2 separate regions of the Capsicum annuum genome follow, and region 2 is linked to region 1. The links are chromatin contacts, called in public Hi-C maps. All regions are on one chromosome and are shown on one strand. The core of a region is the stretch at or near the end of the contact, and the rest is flanking DNA. Distances in the headings are between cores, read along the strand shown.

Evidence for each region. A called contact is a pair of places that touch in the nucleus more often than the background predicts.
Region 2: a Hi-C map of placenta shows a contact between it and region 1, with 4 times the contacts expected there. The contact joins the promoter of LOC107864179 here to the enhancer-like site in region 1. A contact is called at or near these places in 3 of 5 Hi-C or Micro-C datasets (bud, leaf and placenta).

Annotation. Positions count from the first base shown.
Region 1 is chr3:14,314,875-14,318,617 of UCD10Xv1.1, forward strand. No RefSeq gene overlaps it. Among protein-coding and RNA genes, the nearest start is that of LOC107864180, 5.8 kb to the right of the region's middle. Within about 2 kb of position 1,902, at least 1 of the 5 cell types and tissues checked has an H3K27ac peak or open chromatin away from gene starts, as enhancers often do.
Region 2 is chr3:14,375,373-14,379,030 of UCD10Xv1.1, forward strand. It overlaps LOC107864179 (chromatin modification-related protein eaf6), which reads right to left and starts at 2,289. Exons shown (of 7, transcript XM_016710469.2): 1 at 2,053-2,289; 2 at 1,873-1,964; 3 at 709-809. The coding sequence starts at 2,065.

The DNA of each region.
Region 1 (3,743 bases), core at 652-3,151:
ATGAAAGATATTTTTGTAAAAAAAAAATTATTTTTAGAAATTATTTAATTCATGTTATTTTTAATACATCAAACCAAACACTGCATAAGAAAAATACAAGCATAATTAATGCAAGCATAGCTAATACAAACATTACTAGCACACCATATTTTGCATTATTCTTATACACTCTACCAAACTATCCCTAAAAATAATATTCTAATGTCTAGAACTTCACTTTATTATACTCGATCTCACCGTAATTGATTTGTTTTAATTTAACATAAAATTAAGTAAAAGAATAGACTTGTTTAATTATTTTAAATTAAAAATATGTCAAATATATTAAAATAACTTTTAATCTTATTATGTCATGTGAAAGTTCGATATTAATAAATTATTAAAAATGACAAAATCATTATTTTTTAAACAAATTAAAAAGAAATATATATCGTTGTGACACCCCAACTTAGGAGGAGTCCCACATCGGCCAAACACAGGAGGGATCTTGGTAATATAAGTAATCAAGTCTTACTCTCTAGAAATGCGTTTTAAAGTCGTGCGAGTCTAGATTCATAGCGGATAATATCACTAATGGATTGAGGAGTCCCACATCGACAAAATACAACGTTTTAAAGACGAACCTAATGGTTCGAGATGTCCATCACGGCCAGAACTCCGACTCAGGTCGTGACTATCACACAAATTCTTGAGGAGGAATAAGTTGTTTTTTGGTTTCCAATTTCAAGATTCAATGAATACCTGATCATATTAATTCCATGTTGACTACCAAAGGTCTGTGAGAGATTTTAAAGGTACTCTTTCGTTTATAAATACTTATCTAATTTTGATTTAGCAAAATCTTAAAAAATAATAAATATAGGAGTGATTTTTCGTATATCATTCTTTGAATATAATAACTTTTTTTGCTTTAAAAAATGCAATGATGATGCATTGTATTAAATATCAAGGATAAAATGAATGAAAATAAATAAATTATTTATTAATTTTATAAAATAAACTAGTAAGTATTATTGAACATTCCAAAAAAAAAAAGTGAACAAGTAAAAATAAAGTAGGGAGGAATTAACTATTTTCTGGATATTAACAAAATCATGTCATTTCAGTAGAAATCTTCACCCCATTTATGGTCTTTTTTTTTATTTCCCAAAGTATTTTCACAGCCGTCAGTTGTGAGACTAATCATCCGTTCCTACGGTCAATGCATTAAACGGTAGGGAACTAACCACAGAGTTTTTTCAATGCACCAGAGGTGGGGATCGAACCATCAACCTCTTGCTTAAGGGGTGAGATGTTGAACCACCACACCAACTCTTGTGGTTCATTTATGGTCTTTGGTTGTTGTTTTTTTTTCTTCTTTTGTTATAAATTATTATAATCACATGTGACTAGTAAAATTAAAACTCATTTTTCCACATCCATTATTTCTTTGTTCTTCCCAATATAGAATTTTTCTTCTCTTATCTTTCCAGGTGTTAAATCTTTCTCATACACGTATTAAGAAAAAAGTTGTCCTTTAGAGTGTATGTGAATGCATGTATGATGTATTATGTTTATTTTCGTTGAATCGATATAAATATCGGATGCAAATAAATTTTTATATCTTAATTATTATGCCCTAAAAAAAATTGACGTGTAGCATGTTCGTAGTATATGATTAGAGACGGAGCAAAAATTTAAATTTTATATATGGGTTTTGAAAATTACGACATGATCTCAAATGCTATTATTAAAACTGTATTCTGAATTTAACTTTTATATATTTATTATATTTTTTAAAACAGGTACAAGGTTTAGATTAAAACTACTAGATTTTGTCGAACTTATATGTTATATACTGGCGCCGCCCCAATTATAATTTAGAAAAACAATATTTGACTGTCAAATAGCGACATATCATTTGACATAGACTGGAAGATGGAATACGTTTTTGTGGTTAGCACGAAATCAAAGATCAATCTCCTAGATACACGTAGACAAAGACGGATTCAGAATTTATAATTTCATGCGTTATTCGACATCAGGGCATTGGTCAAACCAAATGACATAATCAAGAACTTAAAGTGTCCATACCGAGTATGGAAGGTTGTCTTAGGAATATCCAGCTCCCTAATCTTAAGTTGATGATACTCAGACCGAAGATCTATCTTAGAAAAGAATTTGACACCTTGAAACTAATCAAACAAGTCATCTATCCTTAGAAAAGGATACTTGTTACCATATATTCATTTGATTTTTTTTACGTCCGAATTAATATTTTATATCACTTTAATAAATTTTTAATATATATACAAAAGTTTGAGCTAAAACTATCGCCCTATAGACTCTTTCACATGTAGGTTGTACAGTTATTATTGTACATAAACTAGGTCTATAGAAAATGTAACTTTTACGTTGAAATTTGTCAGAAAATTATGTAACATCGTGTTTTTTAATTATATTATGTTCACATTGTTTTTCTCATGCAAATTTCAACTTCAATAAAGTAATTGTACTTGATCTTTTAATAATACTATGACCATCTTGTTTTCTTCATGCAGATTTCATAAATTTCATTCTTCCTCTAGCTAAGTAATTCTTCATCTCTAACCAGGGTTTGGTCGAGCTAAACGAATAGTCATTTTTGGTAGAAAACATCTTTATTTTGAGTGTTAGATTTTTCAACACGAATTAAAATTAATCGAATCTCAAAATAAATATCGAACTATATATATACACCAACGTAACACCCGGATAAGAAGTTCCACATCGACAAAACACAGGACAGATACTCGGTATATATAAGTAAACAAACTTTTCACTCTAGTGACTCGTCTTAAAATCGTGCGGATTAAATCTAAAACGAACAATATCACTAGTGGATTGGGCCGTTATGAATGGTATCAGAGTCACTCACCTCACCGAGGACACTGAGTCCATAAGAGAGGGTGTATGTAACACCCAACTTAGGATAAAGAGTTTCACATCGGCAAACTTTAGTGAAGGTGTATGTAACACCCAACTAGATATACAAGTAAACAGACTGTTCACTCTATTAACGCATAATAACTAGTGGGCTGGACGTTACAACCAAACCCATTCAGTAACATTTTTCATTAAAAAAATAAAGTTAATAACTTACACTTCCATGATCAACTGTGTGGTCAATTTTTAGTGTGGAAAGGAAAACTGTATCACGCACATTTTTTCTGTAATTTGGAATTTTCAAAAGTTCATATAAAGATGTGATAATTACTTTGCAGTTGAAAATTATGACACCATATTTTTAAAAAATAAATAAATAAATGACTTACTTTGACCATTGAAAACGTGAGATTTTGCTTTCAATTGAATTGACATAAAATCTGTTTTAAACTTTCATATTAAAAATTATTTCACACGTCAAAATTATTTTGATTTATCATTTATAGCTGCACTCAATATATAAAACCAAACCGCAATAAGAAATATGTTGTTCAACCAACAAAAATTTTTTAAGCAATTTTTGATTTATATATATATATATATATATATATATTATGATTTGTTAAAATTATTTATTTTTTACTCCCTCGCTCTATCCATCTTTACTCATTAGGTAATTAATTCAAATCTTGTCAATCCTTTAACAGTGTGAATATAAGGGAAACGATGGAATATAAATAACAACATAGATAATCAAAATAAGATAATAATTGAGAAAGTAAGAGATAAGAAAATCCACCTTAATTCTTTTGACTTAGATGATGAAAACATTTAAAGAA
Region 2 (3,658 bases), core at 1,039-3,538, 61 kb after region 1:
TTTAACGGACAAACTCCAGGAGAAAATATCATAGACAGAAACCTTAAATTTACCTAGAGATGTGAATCTTTTTTATCTTGTATCTAGAGATATGGATAGTAAAGTCTCACGGAACCAGTATATTACTTTAGATGCAGTAACTTGCCCTTTTTTCTTATGGTCATTTTTTCACCTAACCAACAGAGCGCATCTACTTGTTGATCTATGCTTCACTGAATCCTGTACAGTTCAGAACCAGTACATCCCTATCAAGATTATTTCCATTAAAGAATCTTAATACAGATTGCAGTTGTCATCGTTATCACAATACCATGTGGAAATCAAGCAATTACTGAAATAAGAGCCCAATTATCATAAAATAAGAAACTGATATATATGCTAAGTCAACGCAACAAAATGCCGATTCATAGAACGAAATTTTCATGAACAATTCCATCAACTATCATAACTTTATGGGTTATTAATATAACTCATAACTATATTTACGCCTAACGTTACTTTAGAAGCTGATTCTTACCTCCCATCAAATCAAGGATGTGAGATATTCAAAGTTTCAAACTTTAACTATTGCAGACACTAAGAGGCACACGAGATACTTAGCGAGAAAAAACGAAACGCTATGCGACAAAAAGTAACCATTTACAATAACAACACTTCTACTTTCCAACTACAAGAATGTGAGGAAATAAACGCTAGAAAGGTGTGTACTTTGAATTCTTATTCGATGTTGATAGAAAGCCTTCAAAACCTTTCAACGCGTTCCCAAAGGAGCCCGTTTCTTGCAAATAACTCGTCTCGAGATCATAAACCTACATCAAACCAATACTCATATCTTAGCTTCCTATTTGAACACTAAAAAGGGATAACGCGAATAATCAAACAATTTCTCATATCTCATGACACAAGCCGCAAATACTCGAAATTACAGCAAAATCGTTATTACCAAAAGATCTCAAATGACAGATACAACAATATACCCAATATAATCCCACGAGTGGGTCCGGGAAGGTAGAGAGAATATCAAATTATATATACAATTTCTAAAAGATTTCAGTAAAACAATACAAAAATATATCAGTCCCTCCATTTTTAATTTGTTTATCTTACTTTCCTTTTTAGTCCGTTTAACAACACCTTTTTTGGCAACTATTTAATTTCAACTTCCCCTTTCAATTTATTTATCTTACTTTTCTTTTCGGTCTATTTTAGTCCATTTCAAAAAAAAACTTTTTTGGCAACTCTTTAATTTCAAACTTTACACGCGACATGTTTAAGATCACAAGAGATTAAAGGATATTTTAATATATTTCACATATCTTCAATTTAAAACCTACAAGATTCAAGTCCTTAATTTCAATTTTTCACGTGGCATATTTAAGACCACAAGATTAAATGACATTTTCATAAACTCCACCCACCTTTAATTTAAGACAATAAAATTCAAAAGTATTTAGTACTCCCTCGGTCCCAAATTGAGATGGCACAATGATTAAGAAAAATAATTAATAATATGCCTAGTTTACCATAATACCTCCGTTAAATGATGTTTACATTTTAATTTAAAGAAAAAATAATTAATGCAAAGGGTAAAATATAGAAAAAAAATTGTGTCTTCTTGATTAATGGAAAAAAGAAAAGTAAAATGAGAAATTAAATTAGAAAATTTGGGATGGGTAATTTGGGAAGGAGAGAGTATTATTTATATTCTTAAACTCCGTGCAAGTCAAAAACAGAAAAACAAATTAAAAAACACAGATTAATATCCAACCAAAGAGCTTCTACAAAAACTTAAAAAAAAAAAAAAAAAAACTAAACACAGAACTTCGTAATGAAAATAATTAAAGGAATTCAAGAAAGGTAGAGTATTTTTACTTGTTTTTCAACATTTCTCAGCTCTTCTTGAAGCTTTTCTCTTTTATTCAGCAGGGAAGCAAGAACAGCTTTAGGATTTGAACCTCTTTGCCCTAATTAAAAAAAATCCAAATTAAAAAAATAATCAAAAAATAAATAAATATTCCCAAAATTTGATGAGAAAAGGGTGAAATTAGTTACCATGGAGCTCCATTTTTTTGGCAATTAATTTGAAGATAAGTTGTAATTAAAAATTCAGCAGAAAGAACATGAGTTTATAAGTGAAATTGTTGGGAGTGTTAGCTTTTGGACAAACTAATAATAATAATTAAAAAAAAAAAAAAACTTATCTTTAAACATTAAAATTTGGCCTTGTTCGGTTGGAACAAGTTATATGAGCTATCCATGGGAGATTAGTTATTCGGATATTGTTATTTCGGTAATAAAAGTTTAGTCATAAAAATAATATTATAATTTTAAAATAATTAATTTTAAAATAAGTTATTTTTTAATTTTATTTCAATAAAATATTTTTAAATTTATTTTAAAGTTAATTTTAAATAGTTATTTATTATAACTCCTACCAAACGGATATAAAACTGAAAGAATTTGTAAGTAAAAACAATATAAATTCCAACATTTTGGAGCTTAATTACAGAAAATTTCAATACTTTACTTAATTATAAAAAGTTTTAAGTTTGAACTTGTCCCCATATATAATTAGCTTTCGATACATTCAACGAAAAATGCATAATTAACTCTTGATACGTTTTTTCGATTTTGAGTCTGTTAAAATACATAATACATCCAGTGTAGGTACATTTTTTTTTTGTACAGATACATAATCAGCTTCTGATATATTTTTTTCGATTTGGGGTCTGTCGAGACATATAATTAATTTTCAATACATTTGTCGAAGATATATAATTAGTTGGTATATTTATAATTACTTTGTAAGAGTGACGATTTGTGCAAATTTGATAAGTTATGATGTATGTTTATGTTATTTTTCAATTTATAATTGAAATGGGCCTTAGATAAAGTAACTCTGAGTTATTGGGCCGAATCAGTCTTTATAAACAAGGAAATAAGGCGGTGATGTCCAGAAAGCTTTTATTTGGGCCGAAAATGAAAAAATTAGAGCCTCGCAGTTTATAGGCCTGTTAGATTCTCACTTTTTATTAGAAAAAGTTAGCACGATGTGACAAACATTTAGACTATACTAGTTTAGGTGTACACATCACCTTATTGAGTTTAAACATCACATTAACTAGGATATTCGCTTAAATAATAAAGATGAATAAAATAATTAAATTCAACATCTTTTAGAGAATTTATTTAATTAAACCTCATCTTTACTAAAAAAAAATCTCAAAGCCGATCGACATTCCTCTGGCACATGTAAACTTTAACAAAACAATATAATGATATAGACATCAAAATAATATAATTAAATCAAATCTTTACACAAAAATTTCTTCAAATCCGTACAACACTCATCCAACAACTTTAAACTATAACAAAATAATACGACAATAAAGATATCAAAATAATACAACTAAACTTTATCTTTACATTGAAAAATTCTCAAAATAGAGATCTAAAAATAATACAATTAAACCTAATATTTACTTAAAAGAATTCCTCAAAGTCAACCGACATTCATCTACCTCATGTAAATTCAAAATTCAAAATATAATAGTGATCACAAAGTTTCAATTTTGATGAAAATAATTCTTGTCTGAGCGGAAATTTTAGCATTAAAAAATGACTTGAATGAAAAAAAAAAAAAAAAAAGATATATATA